Linked DNA regions of Pan troglodytes: region 2 is linked to region 1. Evidence: chromatin contacts called from public HiChIP or PLAC-seq data. All regions are on one chromosome and are shown on one strand. Each heading gives the region's core, a stretch centred on a gene start, on an enhancer-like site or on the middle of the called end of the contact. The rest is flanking DNA. Distances are from core to core; before and after follow the strand shown.

Region 1 (5,177 bases), core at 1,650-4,149:
CCTGCCTCAGCCTCCCGAGTAGCTGGGACTACAAGCGCGCACCACCATGCCTGGCTATTTTTTGTATTTTAGTAGATAGGGGGTTTCACGGTGTTGCCCAGGCTGGTCGCGAACTCCTGAGCTCAGGCAATCCGCCTGCCTCAGATTGTGCTGGGATTACAGGTGTGAGCCACCACGCCTGGCCTGCAGCTGTGCTTTTATCTGTCATCTTGGACTTCTGCATAAGGGATCATTTAGAGAAAGGACTCTGACTAAAAACAAAAAGTCTGAAGTCCTGATGTGATCCAAACCCTTCATTCTACACCTGCTCAGAGGGCAGGGCAGCCTGCCCTCTCCAGATCCTCACTTGGCTCTGGCTCTGGCGGGGCCACTGTCTCTAGTTCCTCTTTCTGCGGGGTAACTGCCTGCTCCTCCATCTCCTTGCTTTCTTCTTTCTCTGCAAACCAGAAGCAGGAAGAGACTGTGGCCCCACGCCTGGCCCAGCCCAGCCCTGCCCTGGCACTCTCCCTTACCCGTCTCACTCTCTGGCCACAGTTTGGGTGGCTGTAGCCCCATGTAAGTCAAAGACAGATCCAGCCGCACCTGGGAAGCAAGGCAGAGGGAGGCTGAAAGGAGTGCACCTGTGCTGAGGGGAGGGGCGGTTGAGGGTGGCTCCTCATGGTCCACCACCCCCTACCTGGGGTGTGAAGACGTATTTATAGAGCTTGAAGTGGCGGAAGTAAGTGTTGACCACGTAGTCTTCCAAGGCCAGCAGCTGTTGCTCTTTGAAGAGGTCGATGCTGAAAGGAGGCCGCTGTGGTGGTGACTCGGAATTAGAACCCTGACTACCTTCCGGAGCCCTGGCTTTGCCTCCAAAAGCCCAGCAACAGGAGCAAGGAGAGCCCACTGGGGTCTTCACAAGAAGATAAGGGTGATGAATGTGAGAGAGACTGAGTGAGACCTTGTCTGGGGATGGGTAAAGGTTCCAGAATGTTCCAGGGGAACTGACCCTGACTCCATGGCAAAAAAGGACACTGGTGAAGTAGCGGTAGCACTCCTCCACGTTGCCCAAGGGGGTTGCTGGTAGGGAAAGCAAGATGCAGCAGTGAGGCCCTCTCTGGTATCCATTCATTCACTTCACTCAACAGCTGTTTATGACCATGAGCTTCAGAAGCAGACAGATCTGGGTTTCAGCACTGGCTTGTTTCCTTAACTCATGTAACAAATATTGAATACCCACTATATGCCCACTGTATGCTGTTTTAGGCACTGAACAAGACAGACAAGGTCCTGCCCTTACGAAGCTTATATTCTAGGGGAATAAACCAAGAAATAGATCATTTCAGCTATTAAACATTCTGAAGCAAGAGCTATTAAACATTCTAAAGCAGGTGTTATTGTGCACTATGCATATATTTGCATATATTATTTCTCAGGACAGTCCTGTAAAATGTGTGCTGTATCCTTAATTTCTAGATAAGGAAGCAGTGGATTGGAAAGCTGATGGCTTGTGTATGATGATGCTACTAATAATGACATATTCCAGGCAGAAATCCCCTGCTTCTGCTTCCCATGGTCACTTGTGCCAGCCCCGGTTCCTCTTCTCCCTGAGGCTCAAACCTGGTAGCTGCCCCCTCTCACCAATACAAGCCTTGTGAAGATCCTGGAGCAGGGCACAAGCTGCTGACGTCTGCTCCAGTGAGAAGCCCTGCTGGCGGCAGAAAATGAGCGCGTGGCATAAGAGGTCCAGGGTGATGGCGTCCCGCAGGCTCTGCTCAGGACACCCTAGCTCCAGCAGCTCAGCCAGCACCCTTCGGAGGGAGAGAGGAGTGAGTGACAACTGGGCCTCCTTTCATCACCCTACACCCACCACATGCTTTGGAGTCAGCCATTCCTCATGTTTTCCCAACCTGACCCCTCAGCCTTTGCCAAGAGCTCTTCCCACGCCCCCCTCAGTCCCTACTCCCTCATCTCCTCAGCATTGGTGGTCTTCTCCAGCTGGTGCATGGAATGGACGTCCAGGTACTTCCTGTTATAGTAAAAGAAAAAGAGTATTGGTGGCCGTTACCTATCATGACAGGGCTGTGACAGCTAGTGCGTGAGACTGGGAGTTGGCCACCGGCGTGAAGCTGGGCTCTTTTGCCAGCTTGCTGTGTGACTATGCAAATCGTTAACTCTCTGGGCCTAAATGAACTCTTATGAGCCTCTCCATTTCTAAAGCCTAGGGTTAGGAATCTTGAATTCTTTTTTCTGCTCTGCCACTACCTTGTATGACCTTGGTCAAGTACTCCCTGTGGCCCTCAGTGTCCCCCTCTGTACAATACTCCTTAGCGGCCATGAGACTCCATTTACATTCTGTCTTTGGCTCTTTTTTTCTCACACTGCCTCCTCTTTGGACTGGAGAGGCTGGAAAGCCAACTTCCAGTCACCTGGAGTAATTGCATCTCCAGGCCTCAGTCTCATCTGTAAAATGGGGATGCCCTGGCCACAGACAGGACTGTTGGGGAGACAATAAAGAACGCAAATATTCAGTGTAATTTTTGTCTCTTCACACTCACCACATGCAGATCCGGGGCCGGGGCAGCGGCGGCTGCGGAAAGAAAGCGAATTGGGGAAGGCAGCTGCGGTGTCCTGGCCCGTAGCGAATCTCCAGCAGGCCGGAGAAGCCGCTGTAACTTGCCATCTCATCTCAAGGACTAAGAAGGAGAGGCGCGGGCGAGGGAGGGCTTCAGCAGGCCCTAGGTGCTCTACGCGAGCACAGTAACCACCGGGGTCACACACCCCTGCCTCTGCTCGCCCAAGCAGCCCGGGAGACGTCCCGAACGTTAGTAAGCATAATGACAGGTGGCGCCTGCGGGGGAGCCGGTTTATAAACATTCACGAGCAGACCAGACTGTCCCGCCCTCACCGGAAACAAGTTGGCTCCAGGGCCTTCATCCGCTTTCGTCGCCGCCGCCGCCGTCGTCCACTGAGTCCGCACACTCGCACGCGTCCGCGCGGCCGACCCATGCACTGAGCTGCGATCCTTCCCCGCTTCCCGCCGCAGCTCGGAGAGATGTTCAAGCTCCGACTGCACCCTCATTCCCAAAAAGTGGCTGGTCTTGCGGTTGAGCATCTCGCCGCTCTTCCGTGCCGCGGGGCGCCCCGGGCTCCCGCCGCCTAGGTTCCAGGACAGCCAGCGCTCGGTCGGCGGCTACCAAGGCCGGGCCCGTTCGCCTCGCTCCGGCCAATCTACGCGCGGAGAGGCGCGGCGGGGCGAATCCGTGGGGGCGTCTCCCTCCGTCTCAACGGCGACGGTTGCCACGGGGGCTTGTGAGGGAAGGAAGGCGGAAAGCGCAGGCTCACGCCAGTGGGTGCGAAGAGAACGCGCAGATACGTAAGAAGTTGCGAGTGCCCACCTGGGCGCCCTCTCTTCCAGGTTGCTAATACGAGGGCCGGCGCTGTCCTCCAGGCTGGGAAGTGGGAGCGCGGTGTCAGTTACTATGGGAACTGCCTCTTGGCCAATCACCGAGAGAAAGAGGAGGTGTTTGGGAAGAAGCCAGAGGACCCGAGTGGCGGGACCAAGCGTAACCAATAGAAGCAGAAGATAAAGGAGTTTCCTCACATCCGGGGCTGCCTTTGGCGCCTGCGCCCTGCGCACCGTTGGGGGGGGCCAGTGACGTCCAGTGACGTCCGGTGAAATCCAAGATGGCGGCGCTAGGCTGACCCTGCTGCTGGTGAGGGCTCTGGCGCCGGGGGGGACGGGATCCAGCAGGTGTGTGCAGGGTGGAGGGTGTTTGGGGCTGTGGAACACCAGCCGTTCCCACATCTCTGCTCTGTGTCTTCTGCAGGTGACGGAAGTACCGCCTCCTCCCGTCTGACGCCCCTCAGGGGACCCTGCGCCGCTCCAGCCGCCGCGGCCATGTCTGGGCCAGGCAACAAACGCGCCGCCGGCGACGGGGGCTCAGGGCCCCCGGAGAAGAAGCTGAGTCGTGAGGAGAAGACCACCACGACTCTTATCGAGCCCATTCGTCTTGGAGGCATCTCTTCCACGGTTCGTGGGCTCTTGCCTTAACCCTCAGGACTTCCCAGAGCCCTCCCTCTGTTCTCTGGCCAAACTGTGCGGAATCTTACACCCACTTCCCCAGGTTTAGCAAGGTCCGCGTTACAGGACCTTGAAAGAAAGGTCAGAAAGAAGCTCAGAACACGACGCCTGTCTTCCTTTTACAGATAGGAAAACAGGTTTCCAGGGGGCGTGTGACTTGTCAAAGACTAAGGATTTTCAAGGGGACAGGCAGAAACAACGTGAGCCTCCTCACAACAAAGACACTTTCGCTGTGTGTTGTCTGAGCCTCCTTAGATTCTGTTAGCGGTTAGTGTGGGAATACCTCCATCTCCCATGCATTGCAGATGCTCTGCTCCTCTCTCTCTCTCTGTGATTGGTTTGTGGGCCGTGCTTGACGCTCTCGTCGGCCCCTTTGTTTCCTTTGGTAGGAGGAGATGGACCTGAAGGTACTACAGTTCAAGAACAAGAAACTGGCAGAGCGGCTGGAACAACGGCAGGCTTGTGAAGATGAACTCCGAGAACGAATTGAGAAGTTGGAGAAGCGGCAGGCCACAGATGATGCCACACTCCTCATCGTCAATCGTTACTGGGCCCAGGTGGATACCTTCTGCTTTCAAAGAACAGGCCTTGATTCAGCTGCCAATCTCCAGATTCCCCTGCTAGGAAAGGAGTATCATGTTGGAAAGCACTAAGGGATTCATAACATTTTTGATGTTTTCTCGTTCCAGCTGGATGAAACTGTGGAAGCCCTTCTCCGATGCCATGAGAGCCAGGGGGAGCTGTCTTCAGCGCCTGAGGCACCTGGGACCCAGGAGGGGCCAACATGTGATGGGACTCCTCTCCCAGAGCCGGGGACATCAGAGCTGAGAGGTAGGACCAGAGTGCTGGGATCTGGGGAGCTTAAGTTCTGGGAGAAGTCCTGGGGAGGAGGGGACTTTGGTGTTGGGCCCCTGAATTGCCTATCTTACTACTTCTCACGAAATGGATTTCATGTTTGGGCAGTAAAGTGCAGTGCACAAAAACACAGGCTTTAGACTCTGACTAACTTGGTTTATAGAGCAATTCATGTTTTGACACCCATTTGTTTCAAAACAGTATTGTGGTTGAGTATTAACTATGTATTTGACACTTCCTAGAAATGAGTGTTGCACTT
Region 2 (4,729 bases), core at 484-2,983, 130 kb after region 1:
ATGATGCCCTACTCACTACCATGCACATAGACACAGCAACGGGATTGACATGCCCGGCTACACACAGCAACATAGACAAGTCGCATGATGAAATCTTGAGTGACAGAAGCCAAATACAACAGTACATACTAGATGGTTCCAGGTGTATTACGTTCAGAACCAGACAAAACTAATTTATAGTTCACCAAAGTCAAGATAGTGGTCGCCCTTAGGGTTGGGAGGGGACGAGGGGAGAGCTTCTGGGAGCTGATCCAGTTCTGTTGTGTAATCTGGTGCTGGTTCCCTGGGCATATGTATTCTGTGAAAATCCATCACATGACTTAAATAAAATGTACACTACTTAAATAAAATGAGTGTGTCTTGGTTGACTTTATTTGAGGCTGGCTTGTCAGCAGATAAGACCATGTCAAAATTTGTGCTGCTGTTGTGTGTGTGTGTGTGTTTCAAGGTGTGGCTGTTGTGTCTGTGAATTTGGGCGTGACCATGTCCAGAGGTTAAGGGTATAAGGGGTTAGGAGCATGGTTAAGACAGCATTTTTTTGAGCCAAGCTGCTTAGGTAAAATCCCAGCTGTGCTACACCTAACTGTGTTACCCTGGACAAGTCACTTCTCTCTATTCCGCATCTATAACACAGGAGTTAGTTAATATGCATATGGCTCTTAGAACAGTGCCCAGCACATGGTAAATGCCCAATAAATATTTACAGTTAATACACATGTGATTGTGGGCCCTACCAATTGTCTGGCTCAATTCTATCTGCTGTGCCCTCTCCAGTTAAACTCTTTCTTCCTTTATTCCAGCAATTGTCTGCTCACGGCGATACACACACCCACTCACACGAACACACGCACACACATGCACGCGCACATGCACACACGCGCACACCTGCACACTCACACGCACACAAATCCACTCGCACACACGCATGCTCACACGCACACACGTCCGCATGCACGCACACACGCAGACACACGCAAGCGCACACACACACGGGCCTCCTCGTCTTCATTCACAAACCCCATTAGCTGCTGTTGTCTATGGGCTTCCTCGACAGACCGCGGGCCCCTCGCGGGGGCCAGAAACCAAGTATGGATCATCCCTATGTGCCTTGCTTTCCGTCTACACCAGGTTAATGGGGTTGACGTATGGGTGTGACTTCCTGTCCAGGTCTCTGTAGCTTGTTCTCCTGGGGGTGGGGTGGGGGGGGGGGGTGTGTGATTGTTACTAGGCCTGCTAAGAAGAGGAGAGCAGTGTATCTGTCTCCCTCCTGGTGGGTGTGACAATGAGATTGGAAGCCATCTAAGATAGGCCAGGAGATATATGTCTGGACAAACGTGCCCCAAGCCTGACGGCCCCCATCGTAGCCTCCCTCGCAAGCCGCGCCCCAGACTAGAGAGAGGGCCTGCGCATTCCTGTCCTGCCAGTCCGGCAGTTCCCTCTCCTGTCTCCTCAGCTTTACACCCAAAGCAGCCCCTGCCTCAGGTCCAAGCCTGAGCCCGCGGCAGAACATTGGGCTGCCTCCCAGGCCCTGACACCCCCAGCCCCGAGGTCCTGTCCACCCGGCAGACAACTTGCCTTCCCCCTCGGGCCCCTTCCCCCACTAGGCCCCACGGACGAGGAGCTGAGCTCAGGGCCAAGGAATCCTGTCTCAAAAGGGGGGGTAGGATGAAATGTTTGGGGTCTGGGCTCTGATTGGCTGCGCCCGGGCCACGCCCCCAGCCCTTTCCCCTTTCTCCCCCCTCGAAAGGGGGGCGTGAAGGGAGCCGGGATCAGCCAGGGGCCAGCATGAGCCGGAGGGAGGGAAGTCTGGGTAAGGGGCTGAGGGACCGGACGCCGGGTCGCTGAGGGGCGCAGGAGTCAGAGGGATTGGGAGCTGGGGGTCTGGGTTTCCGCCACCCCCGGGTCCGGGAGGGGAGCGGCCTTGGCGGGGAAGGGCAGGGCTCCGGTGTCAGGTAACGAGTGAGCGGGTGAGTTGTGAGAAACAGCAGGCGCTAGGGTTTAGAGGAGGCCTGGGGCTGAGGTTTCAGGGACCTGGGCTCAGGGCTTAGATCACCGGTTCGAGTACACCCAGGGGGAGGACTGGGGTCGGGGCTGGGGCAGGACCCCTGCGTCCACTGAGTCTCGGGAAAGAATCAGAGCTGGGGGGCTGAAGGAAGGGGTAGAGTACGGGAAGACAGTCTTGGAGTCACAGGAAGTAGTGAGTGACAACAGGAGACGAAAGTCTGGGCTGCTGAGGATCGCGACTGGTGCTGGGAAACTTCGGGGGTGGGGCGGGGGCGGGGCACCGGGTCAGGACTACATTCCCCAGCACGCATCGGGCGCGCGCTGTGCGTTTCGGGAAATGGAGTCCCTCCCGGGGCCAGACACTGGCTCTTGCGGACCTTGATTCGCTGACTAGCCAGGCCAGCGCCTTGCATGGATGGGGCATCAGGGAGAGAAATGGAAATGGAAGTCAGTCTCCCTATCTGTAAAATGGGCCTTCAAGGCACATTTTGATATGAAGTTCTGTACTTCGATGATGTTGAAGTCCACTAGCAGTCACTGAGGTAGAAATATGTAAGTCCTGTCCTCAAAGGGCTCTCAGGCTAAGGCAGATACACACAGAAAAGCCATTAAAAGAGCTACCCTGGAACTCATGCAAATGGCCTTAAGTCAAAGGAAGGAGTTCGTTTATAAAGGAGAAGTGATTCTGGAGGCTTCACTGAGGAGGCAGTACAGTCATGCACTGCATAACAACATTTGGTCAACAGGTGGACCGCACAGACAATGGAGGTCCCATAAGATTCTATGCATTTTTAGCCTGGGCAACATGGCGAAACCCTGTCTCTACAAAAAAATACAAAAATTAACCGGGCGTGGTGGCGCATGCCTGTAGTCCCAGCTACACAGGAGACCCAGGCAGGAGGATCGCTTGAGCCCAGGAGGTCGAGGCTGCAGTGAGCCAAGATTGCACCACTGCACCCCATCCTGGGCGAAAGAGCGAGACTCCGTCTCTCTCTCTCTCTCTCTTTTTCTCTTTTGGGATGGAGTCTTTCTCTGTTGCCAGGCTGGAGTGCAGTGGCCTCGGCTCACTGCAACCTCTGCCTCCTGGGTTCAAGCAATTCTCCTGCCTCAGCCTCCCAAGTAGCTGGGACTACAGGCGTGTGCCACCAAGTCCAGCTAATTTTTTTTTTTTTTTTGTATTTTTAGTAGAGACGAGGTTTCATCATGTTGGCTAGGATGGTATTGATCTCTTGACCTCGTGATCCACCTGCCTCAGCCCTCCAAAGTGCTAGGATTACAGGCGTGAGCCACTGCGCCCGGACAATTTTTTTTTTTTTTTTTTTGAGACGAAGTCTCGGTCTGTCACCCAGGCTGGAGTGCAGTGACCTGATCTCAGCTCAATGCAACCTCCTCCTCCCAGGTTCAAGCGATTCTCATGCCTCAGGCCCCCTGGTAGCTGGGATTACAGGCACCCACCATCATGCCTAATTTTTGTATTTTTAGTAGAGACAGGGTTTCACCAGATGGTCCCGAACTCCTGACTTCAAGTGATCCGCCCGCCTCATCCTCCCAAAGTGTGGGATTAAAGGCGTGAACCACTGAGCCCAATGCCTGGCTAATTTTTGTATTTTTAGTAGAAACGGGGTTTCACCATGTTGGCCAGGCTGGCCTCAAACTCCTGACCTCAAGTGATCCGCCCACCTCATCCTCCCAAAGGGCTGGGATTACAGGCGTAAGCCACTGGGCCCAATGCCTGGCTAATTTTTGTATTTTTAGTAGAAATGGGGTTTCACCATGTTGGCCAGGCTGGTCTCAAACTCCTGACCTCAAGTGATCTGCCCATCTCGGGCTCCCAAAGTGCTGGGATTACAGGCGTGAGCCACCACGCCTAACCGATATATATTATATAATAAAATACATACATATATATGTATTTTAACTGTAGCTTTTCTATGTTTTTATTTATTTATTTATTTATTTAGAGATAGAGTCTTACTCTGTTGCCCAGGCTGGAGTGCAGTGGCACACTCACAGCTCACTGCAGCCTCGACCTCCCGGGGTTCAAGTGATCCTCTCATCTCAGCCTCTCAAGTAGCTGGGACTACCGGCATGTGCCACCATGCCTGGCTTATATTTGTATTTTTTGTAAAGATGGGGTTTCACCATATCGCCCAGGCTGGTCCCAAACTCCTGGGCTCAAACAATCCACCTGCCTTGGCCTCCCGAAATGCTAAGATTACAGACATCAGCAATCTCACCCGGCCCTTTTCTATGTTTAGATACACAAATACCACTGTGTTCCAGTTGCCTGCTGTACTGTAACATGCTGTCCAGGTCTGCAGCCTAGGAACAATTGACTAACACCACATAGCCTGGGCGTGTAGCAGGCTGTACCACCTAGGTTTGTGTAAATACACTCTACGATGTATTTACGTACTCTACGATGAAATCGCCTAAGGATGCATTTCTCAGAATGTATCCATGTTGTTAAGCAAGGCATGACTGTCTTTGAATTTGACTTTAATAGGATTTCAACAGTGATTTGGGGACAGGCAATACATTTCAGGTAGACCACCTGCTTGACAAAGTTCTGGTGCCTCATTTTCCTTCAGTTGGAATGGGACAGACCCTGATGGGGTCAGGAACAAAGAGCCAGCGTGGGAGAGGTGATCAATGAGCAGGAGGTTGGCCATCCTCATTCCTCCCCCCTTTCCCACCAGAAGACCCCCAGACTGATTCCTCAGTC

What was found. HiChIP or PLAC-seq counts read pairs in DNA pulled down with a chosen protein or histone mark.
Region 2: a contact with region 1 is called in an H3K4me3 HiChIP or PLAC-seq map of stem cell-derived excitatory neurons, with 6 times the contacts expected there. The contact joins the promoter of CTF1 here to the promoter of RNF40 in region 1. A contact is called at or near these places in 1 of 7 Hi-C or Micro-C datasets (stem cell-derived neural progenitor cells) and 1 of 1 datasets of contacts at active chromatin or transcription factors (stem cell-derived excitatory neurons).

What each region holds. Positions count from the first base shown.
Region 1 is chr18:34,785,702-34,790,878 of NHGRI_mPanTro3-v2.0_pri, forward strand. It overlaps RNF40 (ring finger protein 40), which reads left to right and starts at 2,900. Exons shown (of 20, transcript XM_016929710.3): 1 at 2,900-3,695; 2 at 3,810-4,012; 3 at 4,453-4,620; 4 at 4,753-4,894. The coding sequence starts at 3,881. CFAP119 (cilia and flagella associated protein 119) reads right to left here and starts at 3,571. Exons shown (of 9, transcript NM_001246401.1): 1 at 2,888-3,571; 2 at 2,538-2,569; 3 at 1,943-2,008; 4 at 1,621-1,790; 5 at 989-1,059; 6 at 677-793; 7 at 513-582; 8 at 347-436. The coding sequence starts at 3,094.
Region 2 is chr18:34,921,816-34,926,544 of NHGRI_mPanTro3-v2.0_pri, forward strand. It overlaps CTF1 (cardiotrophin 1), which reads left to right and starts at 1,734. Exons shown (of 3, transcript XM_523348.8): 1 at 1,734-1,810; 2 at 4,704-4,729. The coding sequence starts at 1,786. It overlaps LOC104002578 (a long non-coding RNA gene), which reads left to right. Exons shown (of 2, transcript XR_674931.4): 2 at 1-350.